Regions from separate parts of the Mus musculus genome. Here all the other regions are linked to region 6. Evidence: chromatin contacts called from public ChIA-PET, Hi-C and HiChIP or PLAC-seq data. All regions are on one chromosome and are shown on one strand. Each heading gives the region's core, a stretch centred on a gene start, on an enhancer-like site or on the middle of the called end of the contact. The rest is flanking DNA. Distances are from core to core; before and after follow the strand shown. Region 1 has its middle 59 kb from the start of Qpct. Region 2 has its middle 85 kb from the start of Qpct. Region 3 has its middle 55 kb from the start of Gm17315. Region 4 has its middle 120 kb from the start of Qpct. Region 5 has its middle 42 kb from the start of Qpct. Region 6 has its middle 31 kb from the start of Rmdn2.

What was found. A called contact is a pair of places that touch in the nucleus more often than the background predicts. ChIA-PET counts read pairs in DNA pulled down with a chosen protein or histone mark. HiChIP or PLAC-seq counts read pairs in DNA pulled down with a chosen protein or histone mark.
Region 1: a Hi-C map of bone marrow-derived macrophages shows a contact between it and region 6, with 6 times the contacts expected there. The contact joins two enhancer-like sites. A contact is called at or near these places in 3 of 39 promoter capture datasets (the 3T3-L1 cell line, embryonic stem cells and liver), 10 of 15 datasets of contacts at CTCF or cohesin (CD8 T cells, the NIH/3T3 cell line, embryonic stem cells and 4 more), 256 of 484 Hi-C or Micro-C datasets (the 63-12 cell line, the AML12 cell line, the AtT-20 cell line and 127 more), 32 of 115 datasets of contacts at active chromatin or transcription factors (PVALB interneurons, Th17 cells, a beta-TC-6 cell line and 20 more) and 6 of 9 other capture datasets (adipose tissue, bone marrow-derived macrophages, embryonic tail and 3 more).
Region 2: a Hi-C map of bone marrow-derived macrophages shows a contact between it and region 6, with 25 read pairs. The contact joins two enhancer-like sites. A contact is called at or near these places in 1 of 39 promoter capture datasets (the 3T3-L1 cell line), 3 of 15 datasets of contacts at CTCF or cohesin (the NIH/3T3 cell line and embryonic stem cells), 16 of 484 Hi-C or Micro-C datasets (the C2C12 cell line, the HL-1 cell line, Sertoli cells and 10 more), 6 of 115 datasets of contacts at active chromatin or transcription factors (bone marrow-derived macrophages, embryonic stem cells, fibro-adipogenic progenitors and 2 more) and 1 of 9 other capture datasets (embryonic stem cells).
Region 3: a Hi-C map of bone marrow-derived macrophages shows a contact between it and region 6, with 20 read pairs. The contact joins two enhancer-like sites. A contact is called at or near these places in 1 of 39 promoter capture datasets (the 3T3-L1 cell line), 1 of 15 datasets of contacts at CTCF or cohesin (pro-B cells), 11 of 484 Hi-C or Micro-C datasets (the BV-2 cell line, the HPC-7 cell line, Th1 cells and 7 more) and 3 of 115 datasets of contacts at active chromatin or transcription factors (bone marrow-derived macrophages, effector CD8 T cells and pancreatic cancer cells).
Region 4: a contact with region 6 is called in an H3K4me3 HiChIP or PLAC-seq map of bone marrow-derived macrophages, with 8 times the contacts expected there. The contact joins two enhancer-like sites. A contact is called at or near these places in 1 of 39 promoter capture datasets (the 3T3-L1 cell line), 2 of 15 datasets of contacts at CTCF or cohesin (both in the NIH/3T3 cell line), 1 of 484 Hi-C or Micro-C datasets (bone marrow-derived macrophages) and 5 of 115 datasets of contacts at active chromatin or transcription factors (bone marrow-derived macrophages, embryonic fibroblasts, embryonic stem cells and 2 more).
Region 5: an RNA polymerase II ChIA-PET map of memory CD8 T cells shows a contact between it and region 6, with 13 read pairs. The contact joins two enhancer-like sites. A contact is called at or near these places in 2 of 39 promoter capture datasets (the 3T3-L1 cell line and liver), 2 of 15 datasets of contacts at CTCF or cohesin (both in the NIH/3T3 cell line), 81 of 484 Hi-C or Micro-C datasets (the 3T3-L1 cell line, 3T3-L1-derived adipocytes, the 4T1 cell line and 49 more), 7 of 115 datasets of contacts at active chromatin or transcription factors (T-cell acute lymphoblastic leukemia, Th17 cells, bone marrow-derived macrophages and 4 more) and 5 of 9 other capture datasets (adipose tissue, bone marrow-derived macrophages, liver and 2 more).

Annotation. Positions count from the first base shown.
Region 1 is chr17:79,109,473-79,112,637 of GRCm38.p6, reverse strand. No RefSeq gene overlaps it. Among named protein-coding and RNA genes, the nearest start is that of Qpct, 59 kb to the right of the region's middle. Within about 2 kb of position 1,602, at least 5 of the 459 cell types and tissues checked have an H3K27ac peak or open chromatin away from gene starts, as enhancers often do. A contact at or near this core is called in bone marrow-derived macrophages, where this site is marked.
Region 2 is chr17:79,135,316-79,138,333 of GRCm38.p6, reverse strand. No RefSeq gene overlaps it. Among named protein-coding and RNA genes, the nearest start is that of Qpct, 85 kb to the right of the region's middle. Within about 2 kb of position 1,748, at least 38 of the 459 cell types and tissues checked have an H3K27ac peak or open chromatin away from gene starts, as enhancers often do. A contact at or near this core is called in bone marrow-derived macrophages, where this site is marked.
Region 3 is chr17:79,297,708-79,300,807 of GRCm38.p6, reverse strand. No RefSeq gene overlaps it. Among named protein-coding and RNA genes, the nearest start is that of Gm17315, 55 kb to the left of the region's middle. Within about 2 kb of position 1,682, at least 47 of the 459 cell types and tissues checked have an H3K27ac peak or open chromatin away from gene starts, as enhancers often do. A contact at or near this core is called in Th1 cells and bone marrow-derived macrophages, where this site is marked.
Region 4 is chr17:79,173,643-79,176,610 of GRCm38.p6, reverse strand. No RefSeq gene overlaps it. Among named protein-coding and RNA genes, the nearest start is that of Qpct, 120 kb to the right of the region's middle. Within about 2 kb of position 1,315, at least 19 of the 459 cell types and tissues checked have an H3K27ac peak or open chromatin away from gene starts, as enhancers often do. A contact at or near this core is called in bone marrow-derived macrophages and microglia, where this site is marked.
Region 5 is chr17:79,092,151-79,094,954 of GRCm38.p6, reverse strand. No RefSeq gene overlaps it. Among named protein-coding and RNA genes, the nearest start is that of Qpct, 42 kb to the right of the region's middle. Within about 2 kb of position 1,469, at least 29 of the 459 cell types and tissues checked have an H3K27ac peak or open chromatin away from gene starts, as enhancers often do. A contact at or near this core is called in the C2C12 cell line, CD8 T cells and memory CD8 T cells, where this site is marked.
Region 6 is chr17:79,582,723-79,585,447 of GRCm38.p6, reverse strand. It overlaps a transcript of Rmdn2 not described here. Among named protein-coding and RNA genes, the nearest start is that of Rmdn2, 31 kb to the left of the region's middle. Within about 2 kb of position 1,272, at least 48 of the 459 cell types and tissues checked have an H3K27ac peak or open chromatin away from gene starts, as enhancers often do. A contact at or near this core is called in the C2C12 cell line, CD8 T cells, Th1 cells and 3 more, where this site is marked.

The sequences.
Region 1 (3,165 bases), core at 353-2,852, 470 kb after region 6:
ACAACTACAAGTCAATTTCAGGTCTGCCTAAGCCTAAAGCACAGAACCAGGCCTGAACACCCTGCTGCTAGGCTAAAGAATGAACCAGGTATCAGCTAATAATATTTTTGTTCTGGCAAAAAAAAAGGGGGGGGGAGAGTGGTTGCCTAGCAACAAAGGTCAAAATTTCGAAACACATTTTCTGGTCTCTGTAAGGCCAGTCCCAGGGTTTGAAGACCTTTGTTGCTGTCATAAGACAAGTGACTTGAACACTCAGCTCACATGGGTCAACCTATTCTCTTTAGCCAAGGCTTCTAATTTGTCCAGTCAGTCCCAGTGCAAATGAAATGGGTGTCTACAGTTGGTATGCCCACGTGAATATCCCAGGAAGATCTTATAAACACAATTCTTAGAAACCCATGTCCAGGTGGTTAATAAAGAGCTTTGGTATTGTAGATTTATTTTTTTTTAACAAAGATGGGGAAATTGTTAAAGTCATACACTTCAAAGATAAGTGTGCTTGCGCCTGGAGATAGGGCTCAGCAGTTAAGATCATTGTATGGGCTTCCAGAGGTCCTGAGTTCAATTCCCAGCAACCACACAGGGGCTCACAGCTATCTATAATATGATCTGATGCTCTCTTCTGGTATGCAGGTGTACATACAGATAGAAAAATATATTTTTTCTTTTTTTAAAAGGTAAATGTCCGGATCTGAATTCTGCTTCAGCATAGCATGCGCTCATCAAATTTCTCATCGTTGTGACAAAACACCATAAAGAAACATCTTAAGGGAGAAAAAACATGTTGAACTCCAGTTGCCAGAGGTGTTGGTTCTCCGTGGCACAGCGAAGGCGTGGTAAAAGCTGAGTAGACACACCTTGGCAGTCCAGGAAAGCCAGCAGTAGCTTGGCTTGCTATTTCTTTCCTCTTCTTATTCCATCTGGGCCTTCAGACCGTGGGACAATGTCACCCACACTCAGGTTCATCATTCCCTCTCCACTAAGCCATCCTGAAAATGTCCTTACAGATACATTAAGACGTGTGCCTCGGTCTCCCCGGTGACTCTCAATCTAAACACATCAACAACAGCGATTAACCATCTCAATACTTGTACCATGTTAACAAGTTAACCTCTCCAAGACTCAGTTTCCTTATTTAGAAAGGAGGCTGTCTAAAATAGATATCTCTATAAGGTTATCAATTTTTAATTATAGGATGCTTCAAGAATACACTCATTAGGCAAAAGCGAATGTCTTTCCCCTCTCCTTGTGCGTGTGTGCGTGTGTGCGTGTGTGAGTGTGTGTGTGTGTGTGTGTGTGTGTGTGTGTGTATGATGCATGTGTACACATTCCTAGAGAGCCTTGCAGGCTGTGCTGACTGACTGTATTTCTCTCAGTAGCAGGTCAGCACCACATAGGCTGCTGGGTTGGATACAATCAGCAACACATAGAAAAGAAAAATAGCCAAGCCCTCGGGCACTCGGGGTTGTGACCCTTGGGAGAGACTTCAAATTTTATATTTGAACTCTATTGACTTACTAACAATGCATTCTCCCACAGCCCTTCAAAGATGATCCTGAAAATAAATGGATAAAGAGCTGCAAGAAGAAACATGAGGCAAAGTCGACACCTACTGGCAGCCTGAGGTTCATGCAGAAAGCAGTCATCCCGGAGTTCAGTTGCCCTAAACCCAGATGAACCCTGAATGCGAATTGTCACCCTTTTATGTGTGAAGTCTACTGTCAAGGAAACAGAGATCTGGACAAAGGTTTATATGCAAAACTTCATCAGGTATTGTTTATTTATGAAAGTAAAATATTAGAAATACTGAGGGAGATTAAAATAAATACACTCTGATTTATTCCTGCAATGGACTACCATGGAGCCATTAAAAACTGTTTTCAAATCATTTATTAACATACAATGTTCTTTAAAATAATTCAAGAAAGGATATTATATGTGCAAAGTATGGATAGGATAATGATTGACAGTAAAATTTATATGAATAGGAAAAGATTATATATATATTCTATGTATACACACATATACACATATATATACATATACATATGTATATATTCATATATATTCATTCATAGGAAGAAATCTAAGAAGGCCAAGAGCTCAGAGTCCGAGTGCTTGTCTGGCATGTACAAGGCCTGAGTCCAATGCATATCTCTGCAAAAGGAAAAGAAAAGAGGGAATGGAGGGAGAGAAATATTACTGTTTTCTTATTTCTATACCTCTATACTTTTCAAACTTACTGTAATAACTGCATTGCTTTAGAAAATATTAAAGAGCAATAAATAAGAACTTTTCAGCCGGGCGTGGTGGCGCATGCCTTTAATCCCAGCACTCGGGAGGCAGAGGCAGGCAGATTTCTGAGTTCGAGGCCAGCCTGGTCTACAAAGTGAGTTCCAGGACAGCCAGGGGTATACAGAGAAACCCTGTCTCGAAAAACCAAAAAAACAAAAAAACAAAAACAAAAAAACAAAAAAACAAAAAAAAACCAACAAAACAAAACTTTGTGAAGCAATCATTTCAATGACTTTAAAAAAAAAAAAGAATAGTAGCTATAAAAAACGAAGGAGCGGTGGTGTTAAAGATCCGAGGTGGACTACTGGAGCTCCGCCTCGGGAGCTGCCTCAGAGGGGCCAAACAAAAGCGGAGTCTGGTCCTCATGGCCGTGCTAACTGCATCTTGACTTCCTAATTTAGCAGACAAAGTTAGAAAGTAAGGGCAGCAGGAGCAGACACGCAAGGCAGCATCAGTATTGCTCCTAGGAAGCCCGCCCAGAGGATGTTCTCAGATGCTAGTGGCAGCCTATTGGTATCACCTGTGTGGAGGGTTTTCTTCTGTCCTTGGCTGTGCGTAAAAAGTCTGCTCACCAGAGTAGATTAATCCAACTCTGTCTCTTCGGTGAATGTCTGACTCATTTCTCCCCCGGAGTATTTCAAGGTCCTGGCTCTTACACACACCAGCAAGTCACTACACTCCTCTGATCTTTACCAGTCTCATTGTTAAACGTGACAAGAGCCTCGCAGCTGACTGTGGATGCCACCTTTATATAAAATACCGTCCCTTGAAAGTAACCCCAACCAAAATGCTAACCAAAACTACAATTAGATTCTAGACCACCCCTGTCAGAATGGTTATCACTAAAATAGCAACCGAAAGCTGACAAGC
Region 2 (3,018 bases), core at 499-2,998, 450 kb after region 6:
ACATACATACATACATACATACATACATACATACATACATACATAATTCATACATATACATATGTACATACATACATACATACATTCATACATACACATCTGTACTACATATATACATACATGAATACATATATGCACACACACACACACACACACACACAGAGGATCATAAGTTTCAGTGAGCATTGAAATGGTCCTAATGCTTTCAGGCTGAGGACTTGGACAGATGCTTGACTAAAAAGAAAGAGGTTGGCAGAGTGTTATAGCCATCTTAACTCCTTCTAAATATCAGTTAAAAGTTATTTTTGTAGCTATATAGATAGCACAGCCCATAAAAAACAAGTTAGCAAGGCATACAATACCTTTTTAATCTACCCCAGCCCCTTCCAATCCAGCTTTACCTCCTTCTAAATCTTCCACCACCCACCGCTGTCCATCATCATCAACAACAACAACCCACATAACTCACCTCAAAAGGATTAAGAGGGATGATATTCTGAAGCCAAATATGAGTGACTGTGATCAGAGAAGTGGGCTAGACTAATTTCCATGTTCCAATGGGAAACAGTTCCATTAAGATTCTATAATAAATAGAATAAAGAAAGTCATGGATCAAACATCTTAAAACGCATTGGTGGAAACATTGGGTAGGTAAGTTAAAAACAAAACTCAAGATCTCTGCTATCAGCTTCTAATGACACTTTTAGCCTTTTGGATAGTGGGTCTAGCTATCTGTTCACATATTCCAAAGGATTTATCATGTGGTCTCAGAGGCTTTAGCTCTCATACAGAGGTCAATAAATGAGTTTGAAGAGCTCTGAAGATGGCCCAAGATCTGACTTTGGACTTGTAACATTCCGAACTCTCTATAATCTTTGGAAGTTTTAACCAATTAATTGGCCTTCATTGGAAGGTGCAGCTTCCTTTCAAAATAATAGTTACTTCCATTCATACTATCAACTCAAGTACCAGAAGCATGGGAGTGAGCGATGTGCCATCCATGTCTATGTATGCCAACACATTTCTGCATCACCTGTGAAGCCAGTTGCTTCATTTCTACCCTTTGTTCTGTCTTCAGCCCAGCATGAATAACACCTTTTTTGTATCTCCTAGGTTCCCATAGACAGTACTAGTAACCTACTCTGCTTTCCCTACTTGAAAGTAGACTCTGCAAGAAGGAAGCCAGTGTCTGATCCCTCTTCTCCCAGGAGTCTAGCAGCTACACTTGAAGACTGGGTAACATTTTCATAAGCTTTAATCTAAAGATTAGCCAGGTCTTACGGATACACTCTCAGCAGCTTTGTGATCTAATCTCTCATCCGTATTGATAGTTATCAAGGACTTGACTAATTCACTATCCTGTGATGCAATGAAGATAGGGGAAATTCAACAATATTAACTTCTTAATTCAGGTCACTGAATTAAAAGTTTAAGATGTCTGCAAGACAGAAGTACCCTATCAGACTTACATACCTGTCTCATTCATTTTTACATGTGTAACCTTCAAATCAATTATATAAACTGAAAAACATACAAATCTAAATGGAATTTTACTGGTTTTTAAAAAAACACTATTAAAGTAAATGAATGGATCTTTGTTTCCTCAGAAACTAGGTCAGTTGGCCACTAACACATAGAAAGTGGAAAAAAAGAGGCAGAAGTCAAAACTGGCTCAGACCACTCCTGAGTCACTTGCCTCTGGCAATGCTCTGTACATGTGTGCCAAAGTGCCACTGTCCTCATGAGGAGGAAGCAGCTGTACCTTCTCCTGCCAGATGGCCAGGGCAAAGTCCAAACTAAGAAAGCATCCATGACTTAGGGCACGCATCCCGGTGCCCTGACTGGAGTCTAGAGGACATTCATGAGAAAGGACACCTGGTAGGTAATAATTGCCAGCTGGAATCTTTTATTTCTCTTTTAATATTGACCTAGTACCAGTGTGCCTGGTCCCAAACCCACAGTAGGATATTGTGCCCTCCTGCTTGACAGCAAATGCATTCAAACCACACCTACACTTTAAAAAGTGAAATAAAAGGTTTTTCTTAAATTTATACTCCCATCAAGTTGTTTTTACTTTCCTTTACTACCAGATTTTAAAACTTTTTTTGCTCTGTCTCTGAATAAATTAAAGCTAAGGTTCACTTAAGTCATTATCCCAGGGATGGCATTTACAAAAGTTAACAACTGAAATATCATTAACCCAGATGGAATATGCACGGCCCGGAGTGGCAGCATCCAGGCAGAGGCAGTGAGGCTGTGCACGGGGCTCCAGTGAACATCGGTCCCTCGCCAGCTCTCCAGGGTTGATCAGTGAGGCATCCAGTCTAAGCCCAGGACATGAGTCAGAGCTTCCTGTTTCCCTGTTGCCTTACAGTTCTTGCCCCAAGTCTTCAACCCCTTGTTCTGGCTTAGAAAACCTAAGACAAGTCATCCTTACCCCCATGCTCCTGGCTTCCGCTGAAATCCAGGCTCCACCTCTCCCCTAAGAAATCTCAGACCACTCAACTACAGGGAGCTGTTGAAGCATATGTTCTAAAAAGATACATTGAAGACCTGACCCATGGACTTCCAAATGTAGCTCTGTCAGTAGGACAGTCGCATGTAACATAATGATGAGGCTATACTGTAATAGAAATAATTCTAATAGAAATGGTTCCTTCTAAGAAAAGAGAAACTGGGGTACACACATAATATGGTTCCAGAACAGAAGCAGGGACTAGTGCACAGCTCTAAGACCCAGAAAGCATGGGCTGCCAGAGCAGCGAGAGGAAAGAGAAGGCCTCCAACTCTTTAGCATTCAGAGGAAACAAGGCTCTGCCCAACCTTATAGTTGAGACTTTCAGCCTCCAGGCCTGCAAATGAACAGAATTCATTTGGATATCTCAGTTAATTTGCAAAACCCTTTACAATTGAATAAGAAAAGCAAGGCCTCTCTTCTTTCTTTCACAACTAGCTTCCTCCAGCTTCTAATGGTCCTTTGTTTTGCCCTCACAGAATCTCAGACTCTCAACCTAAAAC
Region 3 (3,100 bases), core at 433-2,932, 290 kb after region 6:
GCTAAACCCTGGCTCCACTTGGTAAGGGCTCCCTCCGTGCAGAGATTCTCTGATGGGAATCTCAGCTGTCGTGAACCTTGGGCTCAGACCCCTTACATCCACTGGCTTTGAGATCTGCCTCAGTGACCATGCGTCCAGGGCTCCTCTTTGTGCCAGTCGAACACTCGGAGATTTAAGATTGTGCAGCACTGCTTCCACTCACTGCTGCTTCATTTGCTATCATTTCTGACTGGACACCAGGTCCTTGAGCTTGAGTGTCACTGCTCCCATCTCTGACCCAGCAGCCTAGATGGCTCCTGTGCACAGAGCGGCACAATCAGTAGGCAGCCAGGAAGGACACGGGGAACCGGGCCTGCTCTCTTAGCCTCAGCTTGTTCTGAAGCACGAGCTGAGCTCTGCTCTCCCTTCAGCCATAATCCAACTGTGGACCTCCTTTGGGAGCCAAACCAGCAAGTTATGTCTTTCTTTGAACTGGTACCATTATTAGCCATCCATCTACTTGGTGGCAAAAGGACAGTTTCTAGAAAGGGCAAAAAATTGATAATAATGATACCTCCTGACCCAGGAGCAACAACTGAGCACAAGGCTGTGACTGCATAGCTGACAAAGTCCTCATAAGGAGAAGGGGTTATTTTTGGCTCACAGTTTGAGGGTATGATTCATAGTGGGTGGTCATGTCATCAAGAGTGTCAAGGAATCTGGTCACACCAGTTTCCAAAGTCAGAAAACAGAGAGAGGTGAATGTTGCTGCTCAGAACGCTCTCTTCATTCAGTCCAAGTCTGTGAGAAGGTGCCACACATTTAGGGGAGGTCTTTCTACTTTAATTAATCCCAAAATAGAAGCTCCAGCACTGATATACCTATCTCTATCTATTTACTATCTATATCTATCTACTATCTATCTATCATCTATCATGTGCCCATCAATCTATATATCTATCTATCATATGTGTGTGTGTGATCTATCAATTATCAACCTATCATCTGTCTGTCAGTCTATCTTCTACCATCTACCTCTTTTTCTCTCTAGCTAGCTATTATATATCATATACATGTCAATCTATAATCTCTATGTATGTATGTATGTATGTATGTATGTATGTATGTATGTATGTATTTATCATCTATCAATCATCTATCATCTGTCTATCTATCTATTATCTATCATATACATATTAATATAATCTATATGTATGTATCATCCATCTATCAATATATCACCTACCTGTTTGTTTGTCTATCTGTATGTCTAACCATCCACATATATAGTCAAATGATTAATCCAGTAAAGCAAAGATTTATTCCACAGGGAAGTCTGAAAAATGACATCCATAGCTGCTACATCCACAACTCACACCTTAACAAAAATTAAGACAGGCAAGAAATGACAGAGTCCATCTCAGATATCTTCAATAGTTTTCTCTTAAACCACATAAAAATCACAAGAGCCACCCATCTTATCTGTGGTACTAGAGACATTTCTTGTATCTCACAACATGGTAAGGCTCCATACAAAAGTGAACCTGACCCAGTTCAGGTTTTTCCAGCTGCCACTTGTGGCCTCAAACCCATGGAGAACAGTTGATAATGTGCTGACTCAACTTGTCAGAGCTGGAAGCCCCTTGGCAGATGCAAGCACTGTATCACCTCTCAGATCTGGGCAGAAGGGGAAGTTGATTCACTAACACTTTCTGCCTTCTGTGGTGTCACTTCTCAGTGCTGAAGGGCACAGGCTTTTCTGTGACTCAGAGACATACATCCTTTCCAAGGTGAAGATTGCATTTTTAGAATGGAACAAAGTCTCCTCTTGTCTTGGAGTTTCCACTGCTATGAAGAGACACCATGACCAAGGCAACTCTCACAAAGGACAACATTTAACTCTTCTTGGCAGGAAGCATGGCAGTGTCTAGCCAAGCATGGCCCTGGAGGAGCTGAGAGCTCTACATCTTGTTTTGAAGGCAAACAAGAGAGAAGACTGTCTGTCTCCCAGGCAGCTAGGAGGAGGGCCTCAAAGCCCACCCCCACAGTGACACATTTCCTCCAACAAGGCCACACCTACTTGAAAAAAGCCAGACCTTCTAACAGTGCCACTCCCTGGGCCAAGTATATCCAAGCCACCACACCTCTGGTTTTACAATTTAAGTATGAGGATTGGTTATACAAAACCGTGGGTCCAAAAGACCAAAGCAGGGGACAAGGACAGGGCTGCCAGTTGAGTATAACCCAAAAGTAGTTTCTAAATACATCTGGTAGATAAATTCAACTTGGCAAAAAGCTTTTGAAAATCATTAGGCCACCCTTTTGAATAAGGCAAGAGGCCAACTTTAGAAGAGGTAGTGAAAAAGAAGATGATGAAGATTAGGAAGTGGTTTTGTTGTAGAACAATCTTGCAAACTAGATGTCCCATAAGCTCTCTAAGCTTAGCTTCCTGCAGAGATGTATATGGACTTTCAAACCTTGGTTTTTTTGACTGCCCAACACAATGTAACTAAAAATGTAACTTTCACACAAGAATGACCAAATGCCTCAAAGAAGCAACCTAAGGGAGGAGGGAGTTCTTCTGGCTCACAGTTTCAGGGACTCTCAGTCCATCCTGGTGGGCCAGGCATGGCAACAGAGGAGCTTTCTCCATGGCGGTGGGAACCTGCAACATTCACATCCTGACAGATCAGTAGGAAGAGAACTCTACCAGGCCCTACAATCTTCCAAAACAATGTCATAAGGTAGGAACTAGGTGTTCAGATGTATGGTCCCATGACAGACATTTGAGATCCAAATTATAAAGGTGACTTCTGTTTGCTTGTGAATGAGAAGGTTGGGTGTGTTTTCTCCAAATCTATTCTACATCCTCTGGACAGAGAGATTACTCTGGGGTGGGGGAGATGAATCTGATTCATAGCACTACCATGCTTCCTTCTCTTCATTGGTTTCATCTTACTACCAGGAAGAAGATGCCCTCATGAACATGATGTGAAGAGATCTCTGAGCACTGAACAGCTCCAAGCTGCCATATCCATTGTCTCCCCCCCCGCCCCCGTTTCTCTACTGATACAAGTCCTTGTAACAACTGGACAAAGCCTGCAGCTCATCTGCTTCTTTC
Region 4 (2,968 bases), core at 66-2,565, 410 kb after region 6:
CAGCGCTTTCAGAGCGTGTAGATAGTGGTGATCTGTCTGTGAGGCCTCTCTGTGTATCACTTCTCAGAAGCCAGCCAGCATACCAGACCACCTGCCAGGATATGGTTAGCACATTTATATTGGCTGGTTTGTCAGCCAGGTACTATGGCTTATTCTAAGTCCAAGCTTCCAAACCATAGGAACATATAAACCACAGTCCTGGCGAAGACGGCAATAAGAGACTCTTCTTGATGTGCCGCGCTAGTGGCTCTGCACAGAGCGGTCGCTGGCAGTTCAGAGCAGAGTAATCCCTTCTGACCAGATATGTCTCTCCTCCAGCTGTTTTGGGTTTACCTTCTGTAGACAAGAAGAGAGTGGGTTCAAAAGTGCAGGTAGGTTATTTTAATATTTGTTAAAAAAGAAAAGAAAAACACTTGAGCCAAGGAAAAGACATATCAAAGTAACTCTAATAATCAAATTCTCTTCTTGAAAATTCTTAATTTCTCAACACTGAGTTGAAATAGCTTTTTTTTTCCTAGTTCATCAGTCATCAGATTGTATGTGACTAGGAAGAGTAACAGAAAAATATTGTTTTACTTTGCCTAAAAATAGAATTTTATAAGGTCTAGTATATGATATAGTGTTAGGTAGTAGATGTAAATTTTTTCTACAAACTGCTTTTTTTCAATGAGGCAATGTATATGAGAAAAAAAATGTATTGCCAGGCTTGATCCAGCAATAACAAGGTGGAGGCAGGAGGATCAATAGTTCTACTTCATTCTCAGCTACATAGAATATCCAAGGTCAGCCTGGGGTACAGGAGAACGTGTAGAATGATAAAGAGGGAGAAGAGAGAGAAAGGGAAGAGACAAAGAGGGGAGGGAAGGAAAGGAATTATTTCCAAACATGGGCTTCAACACTACATAGGACATAATTCAGGAAAGAAAGGAAATAAATTATGTTACATGTACAACATCCTGCCTTGTGCCTGGATACTAAATAAGGTACAAGGAAGTGAAATCCAAGCAGATCACATGATCTCTGGGAATTGAAGAGACAATGTACTATTTAGAGGAACTGAGGCAACTTCAACATTCAAGGCAAAGCACCAGAAAGAGAAGAGAAATTTATATTGGAAACAAACTCCAGAAATCCACATAGGGGTTCCCTGGAGTCGTTGGCAGAATTTCCACTTCTGCATCTGTGTGGTTAAGGAGCTGCGAACCAGGCAGAAAAGAGCTGTACATGAAAAAAAATGACCAAGATGCTGTGGGCTGAATAATTTCTGTGAGGCATGCAGATTCTAACCAGCAATGCTAAAGACACTGTACTGAACAAGCAGAGCATTCAGAAGGCACCCCAGAAGTATTAGGGCTAAGCTATGCCACAATGAGGCTACTGTGGCCCGCATCAAAACCAAGCCTCAAGGAAAACAAGTCAATCTACACATGACTTCACTGTTTGACAAAATTCAACTAGAAGAAAATTCCAAAAATTGACTTAACAATGGGATACTCCTTTGCTGTGTGTATCTTATCCAAAAAGAAAGTAATCAATTAAAGAAATCGGATAGTAAAAGAGGACCTAGAGCCAAGGGAAAGCCGGTCAACAGAAATATACACATAAACTATGAAGATGATGGTTCACAAGTACTTTGACAGTCATATTACACAAATCCAAGGACTTAAAGAAAACACAATCAGTAGAAATGGAGACATTGGAGACATCAAACAGACATAGCAACAACACGTAAGAGAACTTGAGTCTTTTCAAATTTTAATGAAAATGGAAAAAACTTACAGATCTAAAAACAACACTCACATGAAGTATAAGTATAAAGAAAATATTAGGGCACATCATAGGAAAATTGCTCAGATCTAGAAATGGAATGATTCGGGAGGGGCATGTACAATACAGAAGGACAAAGTAAAGAGTGACATCACAGCAGAGACACAGTGACATCCCAGCAGCGACACAGTGACATCACAGCAGAGACACAGTGACATCACAGCAGAGACACAGTGACATCACAGCAGAGACACAGTGACATCACAGCAGAGGCACAGTGACATCACAGCAGAGACACAGTGACATCACAGCAGAGACACAGTGGCATCACAGCAGAGACTCAGTGACATCACAGCAGAGACACAGTGACATCACAGCAGAGACACAGTGACATCACAGCAGAGACACAGTGGCATCACAGCAGAGACTCAGTGACATCACAGCAGAGACACAGTGACATCACAGCAGAGACACAGTGACATCACAGCAGAGACACAGTGGCATCACAGCAGAGACTCAGTGACATCACAGCAGAGACACAGTGACATCACAGCAGAGACACAGTGGCATCACAGCAGAGACTCAGTGACACTGACACAACAGCAGACACAGGTGACATCCTAAAGTGCTACAGGAAAGGAAAGAAAACATGAACATCCATATGCACCAAAACTTTTTAAAAATAGAAGCAGGGAGCATGGGGGAGGGAATAGGGAGTTTAACTAGGAAGGGGAATAACATTTGAAATGTAAATAAATAAAATAGGCAAGAAAAATAAAACAACTAAAAAAAATAAAATCTAAATAAAAAATTTTTAGACAAACAAAAGTTGAGAGAATCTACAATGATCAACCTTTACTGCAACAAAGGGAAGTTTTTCAGCCCTAAAGATCTACAATCTCATAGATCATCAGATCTACAGAAGTAATAAGGAAGTCCAAGAATGGTAAGGATGTGAACCTGTACAGAGGAGATTTCTTTAAAACATAGGCGTGGTGGCTGCAGAGATGGCTCAGCCGTTTAAGAGTGCATGTGGCTTTTTCTCAAAGTTTAGTTCCTAGAACACACAGCAGGTGTCTCATAACTGCCTTCTACTACAACTCCAATAGAACCAACTTTCTCTTTTGACCTCCACAGGCACCTACACTCACATGCACAGATACAGACAAACACACAAACACACACACACACACACACACAC
Region 5 (2,804 bases), core at 220-2,719, 490 kb after region 6:
CATGAGATGATGCATAGAGATAGAAAAATTCCTTCTTGTGCAAATTGTCCTATATAGTCAAATACCTTCATGTTCCAACACATACAGAAAGGGGGGAGAGGAAGAGAGGGAGAAAGAAAAGGAAGAGAGAGGGGGGGAGAGAGAGAGAGAAAGAGAGAGAGAGGGAGAGAGAGAGAGAGAGAGAGAGAGAGAGAGAGAGAGAGAGAGATTCCCTACCCAAGTGCTTCTTTCTCAAGATGAAAACACTCTGGAAGCTTTTTCTGATGCTTTTATAACCAACCTAAAAGTAGCTCTGTCATATATCGATAAATTCAAGTCCTTAAAATTCAATCATAGCATTGACAGAGAATGCTCTAATTTCTATGTATTTAGAAAAGGAGAATAATAACAACAACATCATAAGTAAGCCTATCAAAAAGGATGACAACAAGTTGCTTTCATTAGCATCCTTAAAAGAGTTCGTTAGATGCTTAACTACCTTTGTTTTATATAATTAGTCTCACTAAAAAGAAATAAAACTGAGATTCTTCTCGGTGAGTTTAATACCATTAGTCCTTCTATCAGTAGAAGATGAAGATGAGTTACATACCTAATGCATGCATCTATCATTGTTCTACACTTCTTGTCTCTAGCAAGATCATCTAGTTTGGGAGATAGATGTGAGATAGATTTTTAACAAGGAAAGGAGCCCAAATGCTCCTGCAGGCATCATAGGAACAGCAGTAAAATCGATGGCTGGGAGTCAGCTCCCTCAGTCGCCATCTCTACATCGATTGGTCCAGTAACATAAATCACAACATGTCAGTCTTGCTTAGCCAAACCCACAACTATTAAATCCATGCGTGCCAAGGACCTTTTGTGCCAGCAGTGTTAAGTGGGTGAGAGGCAGAAGCATTTCCTGGGTTACTTATAAGTGATGTTGTTCATATTTTATCAGTTTTAAATTTTACTTTTGCTACTTGCATAGTGTTTGTAACGTTGAGGTTTTTTTGGGGGGGGAAGGGGCTAGGTTTTGCTTTAAGCTACTTTGCTTTCTCTTCTTGGCAAGTATGTGATCTTAATATTGATTCTCAAATAGTCTAAACTCTCCACTGGCAAATTTGTATATATCAGGAAGTTGGGCCATGTTCCATGTGTTGCCTTTGAAATATGAGCACAATCCAGTGACTTCACATTGCGTGAGCATGCCAACCAAATTGAGGCTGAGGGATTCAGCCACGACAGGCAGTCCTTTCATCCAGCCTGTTTCAAAACTGTCACAAATTATTGCTGTTAGATGTATTGCCAGAATTCTAGAGCAAGTTTTCATGGGTAAGAGGATTTGAGGAGTATCTGCTACCACCCTTCTACACAATTAGCTAACCAACATCTCTCCTCCCTGTGACAGTGACTTTATACCATGGCTTCTGCTTCATGCAGCAGAACAATCATTTTACTTTCTGAAGGCTGAAAGATAAACCGTGGGTGTCAGAGCAGTAAAGCTTAAGACGGAAATAAGTTAAACCACTTCAAAACTACTCTTAGAGTTTCAGGCTATATAGACAGTAACCCCGAAACTGAGAGAAACCTCAATTTTCTTACCTTCATCTTTGAAACCTCACATAGACAGGCAGCCTGAGTGTGAAGAATACCCATGCCTTTGTGGATAGAAAATGCATGTAACAGCCCACATCACCTTGGCTTTAAGTTACTGAATGGTTTCCCTCATTTTCCCTTGATTCCCGTGATCTCTGTACCTTCATTCCCCAGGTTTAGATCGTCCAAAGGGACTCAGATGTTCTCTTCATCAGAGCAGAATATAACCAATTCTCATATTAAAGGATGAAAGAATCAAGAACCCTGTCCATAGCCCCTTTAAGTAAATGAATTTCCAGTTGGTTTGGTGGGGCAAATGATCAGCTTTTCACATGATTTCTGCTGGAGCACCGTGATCAATGCGTTTCTTTGATGCCTGAAAGAAGCTTCACAAAATACACTGTTTAAGGAGCTGGAGCCCAGGCTGCAAACATGGTCTGCTTTGTTCTTCTGGCAACTGGTTTCTGTCTAAAACATTTCTCCACTGTAAGGATCTGTCTTTTCTCCACCAGCAACAGCCCTCAAGCTACAATAACAGGCTCGTGGTTTTTTTTTTTTTAGATACCAAAGTTATGAATACACTTTTATGGATATTTTCCTTTGAACTCACTTCTCTTGAAGCAGAAAAATAGCCATATATATAACACTCGTAGGCAAAACATACAAATTGTTCCGCTAAGGGTTGTAAAATGTTCCGAAATGCACATTTTAAAATTCCAAACCCAGGATAGTGTGTATGTAGCACTTCCGTGACAGCTGTGTTTCTCAAAAAGTAACGTTTCTGACTGGCATGGATGACACAAAACATATCCCTGCCCCAAGTGTCTCTCTTTATGACCTCATGATTGCTCCTCTTAGATTCACATAGACTCTTGGTGAAGTAAAACAGTTCAAAGCAAGGAAGCAAGCCTTCGCTGCGTTAAGCTGCTTAAGTGTTTGCTCTCCCGTATCCCATTTCAACATATCCTCCAACCCCCTCTAAAATAATTCCATGAATGCCAACTCAACAGATTATAGTAGATCTCCTATTAATTTCACTCTGCCTTAAAAGGAGCTTAATCACTTCAGTTTATAATTCTGCACACAGCAATGCCAGCTATCATTCAGATTCCTGGTGAGACTTATTTTCCTGCTGCCTGTTATTGCTTAAACCACGAACCATCAACGCAACGATTTATTTTCTGATGTTAAAAAAAAATGTTATCTTCCACAAACTCCTTTTAACTATT
Region 6 (2,725 bases), core at 23-2,522:
ATAGGCAGGGGTGTCTTCTTACCATCAGCTCTAACGAGCCTTATGCTAAAGAGGCATATATGGGATGACCAATCTGCCCTCTATATCACTACGGATACTGTGCTTTGATTTTTATCAAAGCTAGATTACTATGTTTTTATTTTAGCCTTAGAGACATACCAAAACATCCTTCAACAAAACAAAATACTTCCTGTAGCACAAGATGAGCCTTTAGAATAATATCAGTATCCAGCTATTAATATATACAGCTGTCACTGTGCATCTTTATTAATTTTTAAGCAAATGTCATAGTAAACAATAGAGGATATTAAATAACCATTAGAAATAGCTCAGGGTTTGCAGTTTTGCAGCCTCTCTCTATTGGTGTGATGCTCTGTATATGCTCTGCCCGGGGAGTGACACTATTAGAAGGTATGACCCTGTTGGAGTAGATGTGTCACTGTAGGTGTGGGCTTTAAGACCCTCATCCTAGCTGCCTAGAAGCCAGTATTCTGTTAGCAGCTTTCAGATGAAGATATAGAACTCTCAATTCCTCCTGCACCATGCATGCCATATTCCCACCTTGGTGATAATGGATTGAACCTCTGAAGCTGTAAGCAAGCCCCAATTAAATGTCCTCATAAGAGCTGTCTCCGTTATGGTGTCTGTTCACAGCAGAAAAACCCTAAGACAGTTGTGTTAACAGTTGAGTCTGGATTACTCTTTTCGCCCTTTCACTTTCTGTCCTGCCCTGAGAGTGAGTTGAGAGCCCTTCAGGAGGGTTAAGCATCGTGCTGTGTGCTCATCTGCTTCTAATGACTCGGGGTTTTCTGCCCACCAGTCCTTACTTCTGTTCCTGTCTGTAGGCTTACGTTCTGGCTTCAACTGCTCATGTTTGTGGTCAGCTCTGTGACTTTCAGTTTCAAGGTCTAGACATTCCTTTTCTGTCCCAACCACATGCATATTCTGGTTTCTAGCCCTTTCTACCCGTCTACAGCCCATGTTCCTCTACTCCATCCACAGGGGCTTAGGGGAACCTTTGGGTCTTCTTCTACCTGGATAGGGTATTCAGGACTTTCCCAGACAAACTGGCCCTGTGAATGAAAATTACGGTGATGTAATTAAGCACAATAAGAAAAAACTTCCTGGGCAGAGCTCTTAGAAAATCTCAAATTTCTTTTCACAAAGATATATGGAAGTTATGATTACTATGTTGCTTCTAACAGTACACAGGCTATTTGATCTCTCCTTGAATAAGGAAACAAAGTCAAAGATAAGATAATGTTGCCTTGAGAAAAGACATTTGCTCTCAGTGTTTTTTCTGGAGGTAGCCTTGAGAATGTGACTCAGGGCTGAGCCTACATTAATTTGGGGGGGGGGTAGCCAGTAAGTCTTGGATGGAAAACACTGATTCTTAAATAAAACTCTGATACATACTATTTATCTCTCCAGTCTCCAAATGGTCTGTTAGCCATGTCTTGATAATAAAGCCCCCCTTTTTTTAAAAGTGGGGGGAGGGAGGAGCCGATAGTTTCTCAGTTTGTAAATGTTCTCTCATGCAGGCTAAAAGCAAGTGTTGAATGATGATGGTCCATGCATTTAAGTATACTTCCCTTTGAAATGTAATATTTCAGTTAACGGGAAGCTTAACATAGAGGAAAAAAGCCTTCTGTTCAAAGCTTCAGACTAAGTAGACTTCACAGAGAGTATTTGGACATCAAAGGCGTTGGGAGTTGGGAAGTGATTCAGAGAGTCCCTGAACTGGGAGACAAAGAAGAGAGATCACTTGACTGTCTGCAGTCAGGCATTTGATTTATCTGGGTATGGTCAGGCAGGAAGTCCCTAGCAGAGCTTAGATGGCAGTTCCTGATTGGTTAAGTTTGAGGTCTGTTATACTGCTCGCATGAAACTTTTATTTTGTTTGCTCAGGTAAGGACACAAGGCACAAGAACCGCCCAGGCATAAGACCTGCTCACTGTTTTAACAATAAACAATGTTAGTGGAGGGGGAATATGGCAGGAATCGTTTCTGTCCTCCTGTCTTAATGGAAGGAAAATGGCAGGGAGGCATAAGTCGCTGTTTAGGCCTCTGAAAATGACTCGTTTTGTGTCCTTAAGCAAGTCATTTATGGAGTTTGTGTATTAAACAAGTAAGGCTTACTGATGGATAAGGAGGATGGTATTATCTGAATGACTGGAGGCCTTCTCAAAGGGACAGTGACACCAAATGACTAAGTCCAACCCTCTTGCATGCTGGTGAGCAGGGTATTAACCTATCAAAGCAGGTCATCCAACCCAGCCCTCTTGGTTGGTAGGTAGGAAACTTTCAGAACATAATTTTTACCAAGGTCATATGGCCAGGAGAAGCAGATCTTAGCCTAGAACTCAGGCTGTCTGATTATCACTGTCCAAAAATAGATAAGAGTTTTTATTTTGTCATTGAACATAAAGCACAACGTCCTCAGCAATGCTCCCAGCTCTTTGTCCTGGAGCGCAGAGAGAGGATTTAAGAAACCCTTACCAATTAGTCTAGCAAACGTTCGGGATATGAATTTGACTCAATGTTGTCATCCCGAGGAATGGGCTATTTCAGCAGCTCTATAACTGTTGACTCTAGACAGTCCAACATGAGTCAGGAGTTCCTCACCACAGAGACTGAGGAGTGAGGCAGAGGGATCACTAAGTCAGGAAAGCAGAGTTGAGGGCAGGGGCCGAGGCTGCTGACTCTGACAGAGCACAGAGGAGTT